3 separate regions of the Muntiacus reevesi genome follow, and regions 2 and 3 are each linked to region 1. A link is a contact called in public Hi-C data. All regions are on one chromosome and are shown on one strand. The core of a region is the stretch at or near the end of the contact, and the rest is flanking DNA. Distances in the headings are between cores, read along the strand shown.

Region 1 (4,233 bases), core at 1,263-3,762:
CCAGTGTCGGTCTCTGCCCTTGCCCCGCCTGCCTAGCAGGTGGCTGAGGAAGCCACGTGTACCCCTCGCCCTCCTGTCTCCGGCCCCCGTTTTCCCCCTTTGCCGGGTTCTGACCACAGCCCCTGGAGGCTCAGTGAACCCTGGGCAGCGCAAGTATTTCCTGGACATAAGCTGTTTCACTTTCAGTTTGCACGCTCCTCATTGCCCCGCGCCCCAAAGCTGCCTCCATCACCCAGGCGGGAAGCCCCCCTCCTCCCGTCACTCGGGAGGGCCCAGCCCAGGCCCAACACATATGCCGCCCTCTCCTCCCAGGGAGGGCCGGTGTACCCCCTCCTCCCTGGGAGGGCCCGTGGACCATATACCCTCCCCCCTCAGGCCTGGGGCCATTTTCCAAAGGGCCTCAGGAGAAGGGTGGGGAGGGTCCACCTGTGTGCCCCACCCTTCACTGTCAAAGGGGCAGGGACAGGGAGAAGGGAGAAGGAACCTCTCCTACGGCCCACGGTCCCCCGCCTGCTTAAGACAGAACTTTGCTTGGCACCCCGCATCCTAGAAGCTGCTTCCCGAACAAGGCGCCTTTCTCCCTCCCTTGGTACCCAAACTCGGTGCCCCCCAGGACATCATCAGGGCGGAAGGATGCTAACTGCACCTCGATTCCCTTTCCCACTACCCCTGGGGCTCACCGCTGGTGATAATGTGGAGCCTTGGAACTCGCCCCAGGGCCAGAGGCCTGAGTCGACCCGGGACTTCCTCTGCCCCCATCCAAGTGGCCTGACTTCCTGGTGGGGAGAGTCCGCTGTGCCCCAGCTTTTGGGTTTGCCAGGCCCAGGATGCTGCTGGAGTTGGGGGGAAGGGGGCAGATCCTGACCTGGGCTTAGGACTCCTGGGGCAGCAGGAAGCACTGTGAACGATCTCCCGCCGCCCTTGACCTTGACTCTGACCTCCACTCCCATCCCCCAGACTGCTAAAGAACCTGGCTCTTTGGCACACGATTCTCCGGCAGCCAGAGCCAGGGCAAGAGGGGACGCCGCCTGAGGGGCAGCCCGAGGGAGCCCCGGCTGGATCGGGCCACCTTCGAGGGTTGGTGGAGCTGCCCGGGCAAGCTTCGCGGCATCCCCCTCCCCAGCGGGCTCCCCAGGGGCTCCCTGCCTCACCTCGGGCCTGGGGCTGCCCAGGGAGGGGGGCATGGGCAGGACTGTCCCGGCTTACCTCCCTGGACCCTGACCCAGGCCCGGGATGGCCCAGCGGGGCGGAGGCCAGAGATCCTGAGGGGCCAGGGACTGCTCCCAGGGTCGGGTCCCCAGGCCTGGCTTCCAGGAAGGGGTGTCAGTGGATCCCCGGTGTCTGGAGTGCAGCCTCTGCCGGTCCCAGCGCGGCCCTAGGGACCCGCGGGGCTGCGGCGATCATAGAGGTGCCAGCGGCTCCCGGCTCCCATCAGCTCCCTCTAGAGGAAGTAGCTCAGTGGCCGCCGGATGCGAAGCCACAGCCCGTGGCCTGAGGCGGGTCTGGGCTCCGCAGGGGAAAGCAGCCTCCCTCCTCCACCCCCACGGCTTTTCCCCCACCCTGATTCCCGGTCCTCCTTCTTGGTCTGTCCCCTGCTCCCTTCCCTCAGTGTCAGTAAAACAGCCAGGATGGGGAGGCTCCTTGAGCTCCACCCACTGTGTGCCAGGCACTTTAAAAGCCCTTGGGAGGGACTTCCCTGGTGGTCCAGTGGCTAAGAGGGAAGTCTGGGTTCGATCCCTGGTCAGGGAACTAGAGCCCACATGCAGCAACTAAGAGTTCACGTGCTGAACTCAGACACAGTGAAGCCAAATGAATAAATATAAAAATAAATAAATAAGAGCACTTTGGAACAACCCTGGGAAGTTGGTGCAGCGGGCCACACCCATCTTACAGGGGAACAAACTGAGGCTGGACTGGCTTAAGGAACCTCTCCCGAGGTCACTGAGATGGGTTTATAATCAGGTCTCCAGGAATAATACTGAGATTCAGCGTGCAGTTAAGACAGTGTGCCAGGCGCCTACCTTGGTGGTCTCCACAGGGGAAATGTGACGTCACCCTGAGTGTGACCGGCAGGCGTGCAGGAAGGAGGGCACGGGGTGGGGGGGGCCGTGCCAGCTGGGAGGGGAGGGGAAGGACATCCACCGGCTGCGGGGAATGAGTGTATCCCAAGGACGGCAGGGCCGCAGGGGAAGGACAGGAGGGGAGGAGAAAGCCCTGGGCTGCCCTGGACCCCATCCTCAGAGCTAGGGTTCCTCGGGACTGCTCTGCCTGCCCCCCCACTGTCTCCTGGGGCCTCCCCAACCCCCCCAAGCCCCCACCCCAGCTGGCTCCCCAGGCCTTGTCAAACCCCTGCCCACTCTGCTCCCAACGAATGCCCCCCCCCTGCCCCCACCTTCTAGAACTCCTGGAAGTTTCCAACTGGAGGTTTTCAATTTGAAAACCCCCTTCTGTTCTTAAGCAGTTGGTCCTGTGGTGGCTGCTGCGGCCGCTCCAAGTCAGGGACCCTCTCAGGATGGAGGCCCCTGCTTCAGGCCCTCGACCCCGAATTTTGGGCCGCTCCTCCATGTTCTGCTTTTTCCGAAGCTTGGTGGGCAGCAAGCGCAGCCCGAAGAGCTCAGACAAGGCCCCGCGGAAGGGGTTGAGGGGGCAGGACGCCGTCCTCTTGATGACCAACCGTCACCGTCGGGGATGACCTGCGTGGAGGGAGTCCAGGCCTCCCACCAGGCTGACCTGCGCCCGCCCTGGGGCCCTGCCGCGGCCCAGCCCCTCGAGACTGGAGAGGGGGAACCCAGGGCCCCAGACCTCCCCAGCCGCAGAGGTCGTGAGGGTCGTGGCTCAGAGCGTAGAGGTGAAGCCAGTCCTGCCCAGAGGAAGCCAGGAGGTGCTGGACCACTTGTCTGAGCTGGAGGAGAGGGAAGAGGCGGCCACAGGGGAGGCCTCAGGGAATACGGGGACTTCAGAAAGGTGAGGGGCTGGGCCGGGGATGGAGGAGCTGGGGGGAGTCAGGGTGTCAGGAGGGAGGAGGACGTGGGCCTGAGGTTTGAGGACCCGAACTGGGGACAGACCAGGGGCTTCCCTGGTAGCTCAACTGCTAAAGAACCCACATGCAAGGCAGGAGACCCCTGTCTGATTCCTGGGTCGGGAAGATCCCCTGGAGAAGGAATAGGCTACCCACTCCAGTATTCTTGGACTTCCCCGGTGGCTCAGCCAGTAAAGAATTCACCTGCCACGTGGGAGACCTGGGTTCGATCCCTGGGTTGGGAAGATCCCCTGGAGAAGGGAAAGGCTACCCACTCCAGTATTCTGGCCTGGAGAATTCCATGGACTGTAAAGTCCATGGGGTCGCAGAGTTGGACACGACTGAGCTACTTTCACTATCAGGAATGGACTTCTTGGGTGGGCAGAGGACTGGGTGGGCATGGTTGTTCACATCAAAGTGGAGAGGAACCTGGAGATGACAGAGGGAGGCTGAGACGGGGGTCCTCCTGCAAGTGAGGGGTTGTGGATAGGGGCACCGAAAAGACAAGGGTATAGGCCAGGGGCTAGGAAAGGTGCATGTGGGGTGAGTTGGGCCTCCCATCACTTCCCAGCTCCTTGCTGGGCCCCTCCCCTCCTCCCTGCTTTTGAGGGGATCATCCTCCTCTCTGATGAATACCCCAGAGGGCAGAGCAGAGAGCAGTGGGGAGCAGGGGGTTGGAGGAGCTGCGCAGGGCCTTGGTGGGGGTTTGGGACCTTCACCACCTCTCTGGGCCCTGCCTGCCACCCCCATCTGACTGTGCTCTGGGGTCAGGGGCCACTCTGCCCAGGCCTTGGTGGTGGAACTGGGATGCGTGCTGAGTGCCGTGGGGCCACTGGAGTTCAGCCCCGAGGCCTCCAGGGAGGAGGAGTGTCTGCTTGATGGTGAGTGCGGTGGCCACAGGCCCCGGGGGACGGCCGGGGCATCGGGCTGGGGAGGATGCGGGGCAGTCTGAGCAGAGCTGGATCCCAGTGCCACTCGGCCCAGGCGGTGTGAGGGCGGCAAGTCGCTCAGCCTTTGTGCATCTCAGTTTCCCCATCTGTAGAATGGGAGCATGATAGCACTCCTGTCAGAGGGCATTAGCAAGGATTAAGTGAGACGTTCTCTCTTTGTGAAATGCCTAGAACTGTGCCTGGCACATAGCAGGCGTTTGCCAAAGGACACAAGGATAGCTGGCCCTAGCTCAGCCCTCCCGAAGGACCCGTGCTCCTCAGGCT
Region 2 (4,174 bases), core at 1,262-3,761, 130 kb before region 1:
AACATATATTCTAGATTTTGGCGGGTTGCTTCCTCTTTCCTCCATAATTTTTGTTTTCTTGTAATTAGGTTTGGAGGCTTGATTTGAATCAGATTCAAATTTCTTGGCAAGAAAATTTAAATAGTATGATACATTTTATTGCATCATATCAGGAGGCACCTAGTATCGAGTTGTTCCATTTTTCCCCCTCCCCCTAGTTGTATCACCTTTAATGATATAAAAATTGATCACTGGACTTGGGTAATATCAGCCCGATCTATCCATTTAAAAACTCCCTTCAACTTTCTCCCCTAATGATTTTGTCAGCGATGCTATCTAGATCTATTGTTTGTTGTTGTTTAGTCACTATGTCCAACTCTGTAGTCCACCTGGCTGCTCTGTCCATGGGATTTTCCAGACAAGAATATTGAAGTGGGTTGCCATGTCCTTCTCCAGTGGTTGAACCCACCTCTCCTGCATTGGCAGGCAGTTCTTTGCCACTAAGCCACCATGGAAGCCCCAGATCTATTATTAGGGAGTTTTAAAATGGTGATTTTCTAATTTTCTCAGCTGTTCTACATTTATTAATCATAATTCTTGAGAACTCTCCTTGTCATCTGTTCTGAAATTCTGAAATTGGTTATTCTATTCTGGTTATTCTGAAATGCAGTCCATATAGGTAAGATGGGATAAATGCTAGATTCTTCATCAATTTTCACTATTGTAAGTTGGTATCTTGGCAACTTCCAAAGATGACCAGTGAGTTTTTATGCAAGAGATAACATCTTATACTTTTGGTATATATCCTTTGAAGTCATTTTTCTTTCTGATATTCAAATTGCCCGCCTTTGGCCAGTGGAAGCTCCAACTTGGCTCCTGTGCCCTTTAGACAAGTTCCCAGTAGTCCTTTCTCCGGATTCATCTTGTACATTTCCGGCCCTAGACTGAGGATCATTAATTTTCTAAGGAGCTTTGGTTCTTTTATGTTTTATGTTTATGTTGCCGTGTTATCTAGCTTATTGAGCATTAGTGGTGGGAGGGCTGTGGGATTGTCTAGAAAGAGAAGTGCCTCTCTCTGCTCCTGTGAGGAGCTTCTGTCCTTTCTCTGGCCTTTCCCCCTCTTTCACATCTAGTGTGCCCAGTGGGCGTGGGAGAACTGAGACCAGCCTGAACCTGCTTTCAGAGCCTTTATTTCAGGATTCTGAGGGCAGCCCTAATACTGAGGGTTCAGAGGTGATTTGGGGAAAACTTCGTTTGGTTGCTCTGAAAACTTTTTTTGTACTGTTTGTCTAAATCCCCTGCCCGCAGGTGAACCAGTGTGTCATTGGCACTGCCCAGGCCAACAAGAAATGAAGATGGATCTAGATTGTGTGTGTGTGTATGTGTGAGGCACACGGTGGGGGTGGGGTGGGGTGGTGGTGCTTTATTGGGAGGGGGCGCTGATACCTGGGCCTATCAAATAAAGAAGAGAATTTTTGTTGTTTTTAAATAAAGGTTTTATTAGCGGTTGCCCAATAAGGGGGATATTTGTCATATCCATGAAGATGGGAGCTGTGGCTCTTCCATTCTGCCAAACGTCAGTGTTTCACGGGGACAGGGCTTTGGCTTTTCTAACGGGTCACCCCAGAGTCAGGGTAGCCCCTCTCCCCGCTCCCGTCCCTGTCCACGTCCTGAGGTGTGCGCACCAGGTGTCCGTCACTAGTTCCTCTTCCTCCGCCACAAGCCACCCTCGCCCGGGGCAGGAACTCGGTGAGTGCGGGAAGGTGGGAGTCCGGGGCGGGACCGGCGCGCCCGCCCACAAGCTGCGGGGTCTCTCCTCCCGCTTTTTCTCTGCCTTCCCTTTCGAACCGCCGGGGCTAGCTCCGCCCGCCGCCATTGGCTGGCTCTCGGCGGCGTCACCGCCTCGGTACTAGCTCTAGTCGGTGCACCCGCCTTGCCCGCGCGGGGCGGGGCGCACGGGCTAACTCCCTCGCGCCAACCGCCGAGGGCCGCCGCCCCGTCAGAGGAGGGCTGGGTCTTCCCAGGTGCCGCGCGCGCGGGAGGGGTCGCGCGTGCGCAGAGGCGCGGCGACGGTGGGCGGGGGTGGGGGCAACTAGCTCCGGGGAGGGCGGGGCCGGGGCAAAGGCGGGAGGGGGCGGGGCCCGCGGGGCGGGGGCCATGGGACGGGTGAATGGAGGGCGGGGTCGTGAACTAGAGCGCGGGGCGGGGCCCGGAGTGACCCTGCGGGGCGGGGGGCAGTTAACGGATGTGGCGCGGGGCGGGGGCCCGGCCGGCGGCCTAGCGGGGGATTCCCTCCTGCCCCGAGGGCAGGCCTCCCTCCGGAGGAAGGGGCTGCGGGGATTCCCTCTCCCGCCGGGTCCGAGAGCCCGTCCTCCCCATCCGCGGAGACGCTCCGGCTCCCTCCACGCCCTCCAGGCCCGCTGGAGGTGAGGGAGGTGGGGTGAGGAGGTGCCCGCCCCCCCCCCGACTCCTCCTTCCCCCCGGCCCTCCCCTCCCTCCACCCTCCCCCCGAGCCGGTTTGTCCCTCCCCTCCCCTCCCCTCCTTCCCCCCGCCGCCTCCTCCTGCCGCTGCCGCTGCTTTGGCTGCTGCGTCATACGCCCCAGAGCCGCCCGGACGGAGGGGCTGGGCCTGGGGACCCCCCGGTCTCTGCCTGCACGCCCCCCCGACGCCCAGCCGTGCCCTCCCCGCGCGGGGGTTTCACCTCAGTCTCCCACGTCTGCCTCTGCCCGGCGCCCGGCGGCCCCAGCTGTCACTGGTAAGGAGGCGGCGGGAGGCGCCCGTGGGGGGGCAGGGAGCCGGGGGTCGGCGCGCAGGGCGCGGGCGGGAGAGCCGCGCCGCCCGGGCGGCGGGTCGGGCTGGGCCGACTCAAGTCCCCTCTCGGACTCGCCGTCGTGGGGAGAAGAGACCCGGACTGGGACACGCCCCCCTCCCGGGGCACTCAGGGAAGTTATCTAACCCGGGGGCAGGGAGCCCCGAATTTGAGGGTGACCTGACATAACCTAGCACCAAGATGATTGTTCTGAATGAGACACAGGGGCCCAGGAGGCAACCTTTTCCACTCTGGAAAACATCTCCAGAAAAAGCTCCCGAAACACATCTCTGGAACACAGCACCCCAATTATAATACCACTATAAACAGTGGTAGAAGGTGATACTGGAAACTGAGTGGTAACCTTTGCCTCTGCAACCGTCGTTTCTGCTAAAATCTCAAGGCCAGGATACAACATCCCAGGGGAGCTCTGGAAGCTGGGAAACTAGAGAACTAGGTTGGTGGTGTGGCGGGGACGGCTGGGAGAAGAGAGCCTGTGGTGCTCTTTTGGGAGAGCCGGAGTCAGGAAGACCGGAAGAGGTGCCCAGTGGGTTTCCTACCCAGGTGTCTCAGGGAAATGGAGGCTGGGCACACCTGCTCAAGTCTTTTGACAGAAAAACAGGCAAAGAAAATGGGGGCTAGTTCCTCAATATTCGTAACTTTCTCCTATCGTCTCATTTCTAACTAGGCCCCCCCAGGATGCAATGGCACAGCCCCCCCGGCTGAGCCGCTCTGGTGCCCCCCCACTTTGGGACCCAGCTTCCCCTGCTCCCACCTCAGGCCCTCGGCCTCGACTTTGGGAGGGTCAAGATGTGCTGGCCAGATGGACAGATGGGCTGCTATACTTGGGGACCATCAAAAAGGTGAGCCTTCTGACCTGTCACCTTTTCTCATTCCCCTTATCTAGTCTGATTCCTGTTCCATCTTCTGTGCTCGCCCATTCCAGGTGGACAGTGCTCGGGAGGTATGTCTGGTTCAGTTTGAGGATGATTCCCAGTTTCTGGTTCTATGGAAAGACATTAGCCCTGGTGAGAAGCCTGAGAGTATGGATCCCATGGAAAACAAGCCTGGCATGGGGGACAGAAAGGGGCTGGAGGACAAAGCCCTCTGACACTCTGTTCTCTCACAGCGGCCCTCCCTGGGGAGGAGCTCCTCTGCTGTGTATGTCGCTCTGAAACTGTGGTCCCTGGGAACCGGCTGGTCAGCTGTGAGAAGTGTCGCCATGGTGGGTGAGAGGGCAGGACACCTGAATGGTCCAGCTTGCCCTGGGTCTGCCAGGGTGCCTCTGACCCTTCCTTCCAGCACTGGTCCTTATACTACCTGTCCTGGTCTGAGTGCCCAAGCCACTGCTCTGGTCAGTCTCCACAAGCCTGTAACCTCACTCC
Region 3 (4,410 bases), core at 156-2,655, 200 kb after region 1:
TCTCGCTGCCATTTTGCCAGTTCGTGTAGCACCGAATTAGGCTCTTTCTGTCCAGCCTCTCATCTTGCCAGGCATCCTGCTTGCCAGGCCCCCGGGCACTGAAGTCAGACACAGCCTGTTTCTTTGGTTTCTCTGAGGATGTTCTGGGGGTTCAGTTCTGGGCCTGCCCGGGGCAGCGGTGATGCTGGGACAGTCGGTCATCTTCTCCGCAGAGGGAACCAAGTGATAGGTGGGTGGAGGTAGGTTTAGGGGATCTGCTGCATCTCTTTGCAGCCCACTGTGTTTTCTCCTCCCCTGAAGGGGAGCTGGGTCCAGCCTGGCCCCTGTAAAGCCACATGGTCCACATAAAAAAAATCTAGAAAAAAAAAATTAAGAGAAACGGGGAATTCCCTGGTGGTCCAGTGGTTAGGACTCTGCCCTGTCATTGCCGAGGGCCTGGGTTCAATCCCTGGTCAGGGAACTAAGATCCCACAAGCTGTGCAGCACAGCCAATAAAGAGAAAAGAGATCAAGAGACAAAAGTGGAAAGGCACTCAGAACTCCATGACATCTAAGGTAAAAGGCCCAAGGAGGTGGGTCCAGCAGCCCAGTTTTCCACAGGCCCTACCACCTAGGTTCCACTAAGCCGGCCCTGTTTTCTTCTCGGTTCTAAAGAGAAGAAGGCTTTGGCTGCCACTCCCTAGAAAAGTACCTTCTTTTCCTGCTTTAACGTTTGTGCCCACCTGTCCATCCTTCTCTCTCGGGGACCCCAGAGCAGGTTCCCCTCTTCTTCACCAGCCCACCGTGTTTTCTGCTCCCCTGAAGTCAGTGCATACTGTCAGCATCACTTCTGGACAATTAATCATGTCCTGTCTTGTGACATCTCCCCGCTTGGTTTTCTATCATGAGTGAATTTTTCATGTTGGCTCCCGAGCCAGCTCCTTGAGGATGGGAGGTTCTGAGATTTCCTTGTGTGCCTGACCTCTCACCCAGGGTGCCCCTCTGTGCTGCAGAGATGCTCTGCAAATATTTATTGGCTTGTTAATTGAAAACTTCCTCCGAAAGGATGGGCAGGGGTAGGAAAAGATGTCACCTGTGGGAGCCACTGACACCTTTGTGGTACTGCTGAAGGAGTGAAGGTGGCTGGGGGGATGGCTGGAGCCTGGGGTTATCTGGAGTTCTTCAGGCTCACCTCTGTGTCTCTGGCATATCTGATTAAACGTGGGTTTTCTGAAAGGATGCTTGTCGTTGAGCAGGCTTGTGGGTCACCTTGGCCACACTGGGGAGGCGGGCAGCCTGGGAATATCTTACCTGCATCCTCTGGACTTCGCCGTAGGTGAAGATGGGAACAAAGGCCTCTGTCTGGGAGGCCAGCATGGCGGCTGCATGCACTACCAGGAGGACGGCCGTGGCCTTGCGGGACAGCATTCTGGAGCTGGACAATGACAGGGAGCCCCTGTCACCCAGTGTAGGGCTCAGGGACAGACCACTGCATTGAAGGCCGGCGCCCTCAGCTCTGGTCCATGCCCCACCTGGGCCTGTGTGATCTTGAGCAAGCTGCTTACCTCTCTGGATTTGGGCCTGGTGTGGGGTTGTACCAGAGGAGCTCAGAGCCCCTTCTCTGCCCCAAGTCCCCGAGAGAGGCCACCCTGTCCCCTGCCCACACCAGAAAAGAATCATCCCACTTGTTGGCCCTTCCCTTTGTTACTGGGGAGGTCTTCTGGGGTCAGCTGGGCTAATGAAGCAGGAGCAACCCCATATTGCCAATAAAAAAATCTTAGATTATCAGTAGAAGCAAGTCCCAAGATCCAGAGAGCCCTGCCTGCTCCCTGAGCCAATTAGGATAAGAGGGATGGATCCAGGCCCATCCGGTCCTGCCTGGTGGTATCAGGCCAAGACCCCAGGTCTAGAGAGGGAGGGTTTGAGACCCTCTGCCCAGGTGGAGCAGAGCCGGATGAAAAACTCCAGCTTGGAGCCCCACAGAAGAGCAGGGAAGGGTCCCCGCCCCTCTGAGCCGGCGCTGGCTCTCAAGCAAGCGGCTCCACAGCTCCAGCAAGTCTAGCCGCCTGCGGGCCGCCATCTAGAAACAACCTCCTTCCTGTAACCCTCCCCCGACACATATCCAGTGCTGGCAAGGTGCCAGCGTTAAGAGCGAGCCCGAAACATCCCAGAAGTGGGTGTGTCGGGAATGGCTGGCGGACCAAGACCGCCAGGGAACAGGTGGGCGTGGGGACCCCAGGAGTGCAGAGCTGAGAAAGGGGCGGGGTCAGAGTGGTGCTGGGGCCGGGGCGTGGCCTGCGGGGCGTGGCCCCCTCTGGTTGATTCCTTCCACCAGCACAGGGGGGTCCCATTCCAAGCCGTCTCCCACACCCTCCTCACACCAGCCTGGGAGCAGGTGTGATCGGGGAGGGGAGGAAACCTGCGAAGGTGAAGGGACCCACTTGAAGGCAGTAGGGGCTAGAGGCCGGCCCTTCTGAGGCCTGGTGCGCGTGGCCTCTGCCCACAGAAGGGGGAGGCACCGCAGGGGGCAGGACCCCCGAGCGGGGAGGGGAGGCCGGGGGCAGCCTCTGCTGCAGCAGTGGTGGGGGGATACAGGGTTCAGATTAGGAGCTTCTGGGGCTCAACTCGGGGTTCCCACAGCCCTTGGGCGGACTGGATTCCATTGGGAGGAGAGGGTCCTACCCCTGACTGGCCCCTGAGCTTCCCTTTGGCTCCGACTTCGACCCTCCCTTTGGAGAGAATCTTCCAAGGCTGCGGGCTTGCACCTTGCCTCTCCACCAGGGCCCGTCTCCTCGGTCATCTGAAGGGCCCCCTGCCTTCTCACTCTCTTGCCGCCCCGTCCTGCATGGTCTCCCGGTGTTGCTAAACTCCAAGAACGAGAACAGAAGGGCTCAGATGGCCAACGCCTGCCATTCTAGGGGGGTGGGAAGGACCACCCACCCGCTGAAGACCGCCTCTCAGAAGCCGAGGCCCCATGCTCTGTTGAGGGGACAGGGCGCGGTGAGGAGGGGGGCTTCGAATTGCAGACCTCCTCCCCTTGCTGCAGGGTCTCTGGGCCCCGCTCCCTCGAGCAGGACCCCGCTGTATCACACGGCTGGTGCTTCATTTCCTTTGTGGAGCGGCTACGGATCTCTTTCCATTCTGGTGTTCACGTTTAATTCACTCCATCAGAATCAATAAAAACGTTAAATAAGAAGGTGAACATCCAATTGCTGCTCACTTTCGTGATCCAACTGGCAGCTGGCGTGTCACCTACGTTTGTTTGCGTTCTGGCCGCTCAGGGTGGGAGCGAGAGCTTTTTCACTGTAGGATGAGCTGCTGACTTTGCCTTTTTCCATCCCTGCGGCTGGGGCTCAAGCGCTTTTGCCAAGGGGTCGGTGGTCTCTTCTTCCTGCTGGTCTTGTCCAGCCACCGACTCTCCTGAGGGCCCCAGCTCTTTTGTTAGCTTCCCAGAGCCCAGGCTCCACGCCGGGCGGGCCGACCCTGCATCCGAGCTGGTCCCTGGCTTGGGTTCCCGGCCTGCAGTTGATGACCAGGTCTCTAGGCAGCTTCTTTTTTGCCGGGATTTGTACCCCCCACTCCACCTCCAGCCCTGCCCGCTGTGTGCGGCTTTACCCGGCGCTCGGTCTGCAGCCCAGGAAGGTACTAAAATGTGACAGAGACCCGCAGGAACAGTGGGCTCACCCCAGAGAGCTCTGGACTCAGCGGGCTCGCGCACACCCCATCTTTGGGCTCAGGCTGACCACTCCCCACCCCCTTCTCTGGCTACTCACAGTGCACGTGCGGTCTGAGTGGGCCGGGCAGCTCTCTCTGCTTGTCTGCTGGTCCAGCTGGTCCCACTGGCCCTTATATACCTCCTGTCCCCCCCTTAGAGTCCATTAACCTTTGGCCAAACCTTTGGATGCTCTGGATGAGGAGTCTGGATTCCTGGAGCTCGTAGAAACAGCGGGCAGGGCTTGGGCATGTCAGCCTTTCCTGGAAGGCCTTTTCCTCAGGGGGCAGTCAGGGTGCGGTGCAGGCCAGCCCCCACCCGGATGGTACCCTCCTGTCCACTGAGAACTCACCTGACGCTCAGAGGGTCATTTTAATGAAAGCGCTTTCTTTTTTTCATTACTTAAATATATAATGTTGCTGAGCGTCTCCAGGCGACTTCAGTGATCAGATTCTCTGTCGGCCTGTCAGAGCACTGTACTACGGAGATAACTTATCTTCAGCTTTTCCCCGAAGCCCCTCTTGAAAGAAAAGATGCCAGAGTGTGTGGCAGTGTTTCAGTAGATTTGTGAAAAGAAAATGACAGTCCAGACCCAGGGCCGTGGAGGCCCAGAGTGTCCGTGGAGGGCCAGACAGGGCATAATGCGTACAAAAGGTTTGTGGCCTAAATGGGGGGGGTGGGGGCACCTATCCAGGGAAACTTTTCGTGGTAATTGTGTCG

The links. A called contact is a pair of places that touch in the nucleus more often than the background predicts.
Region 2: a contact with region 1 is called in a Hi-C map of blood, with 4 times the contacts expected there. The contact joins the promoter of PHF1 here to the promoter of LOC136151588 in region 1. A contact is called at or near these places in 2 of 3 Hi-C or Micro-C datasets (blood and muscle).
Region 3: a contact with region 1 is called in a Hi-C map of blood, with 4 times the contacts expected there. The contact joins the promoter of MLN here to the promoter of LOC136151588 in region 1. A contact is called at or near these places in 2 of 3 Hi-C or Micro-C datasets (blood and muscle).

The regions. Positions count from the first base shown.
Region 1 is chr20:9,814,318-9,818,550 of mMunRee1.1, forward strand. It overlaps LOC136151588 (gametogenetin-binding protein 1-like), which reads left to right and starts at 2,513. Exons shown (of 6, transcript XM_065912832.1): 1 at 2,513-2,964; 2 at 3,791-3,900. The coding sequence starts at 2,513. BAK1 (BCL2 antagonist/killer 1) reads right to left here and starts at 1,456. Exons shown (of 6, transcript XM_065912997.1): 1 at 1,207-1,456.
Region 2 is chr20:9,685,128-9,689,301 of mMunRee1.1, forward strand. PHF1 (PHD finger protein 1) reads left to right here and starts at 2,512. Exons shown (of 15, transcript XM_065913006.1): 1 at 2,512-2,735; 2 at 3,478-3,652; 3 at 3,736-3,817; 4 at 3,919-4,014. The coding sequence starts at 3,494. KIFC1 (kinesin family member C1) reads left to right here. Exons shown (of 11, transcript XM_065912992.1): 11 at 1,288-1,379. The coding sequence ends at 1,332.
Region 3 is chr20:10,017,893-10,022,302 of mMunRee1.1, forward strand. MLN (motilin) reads right to left here and starts at 1,406. Exons shown (of 6, transcript XM_065913287.1): 1 at 1,290-1,406. The coding sequence starts at 1,406. It overlaps TRNAD-GUC (transfer RNA aspartic acid (anticodon GUC)), which reads left to right and starts at 388; the gene lies at 388-460.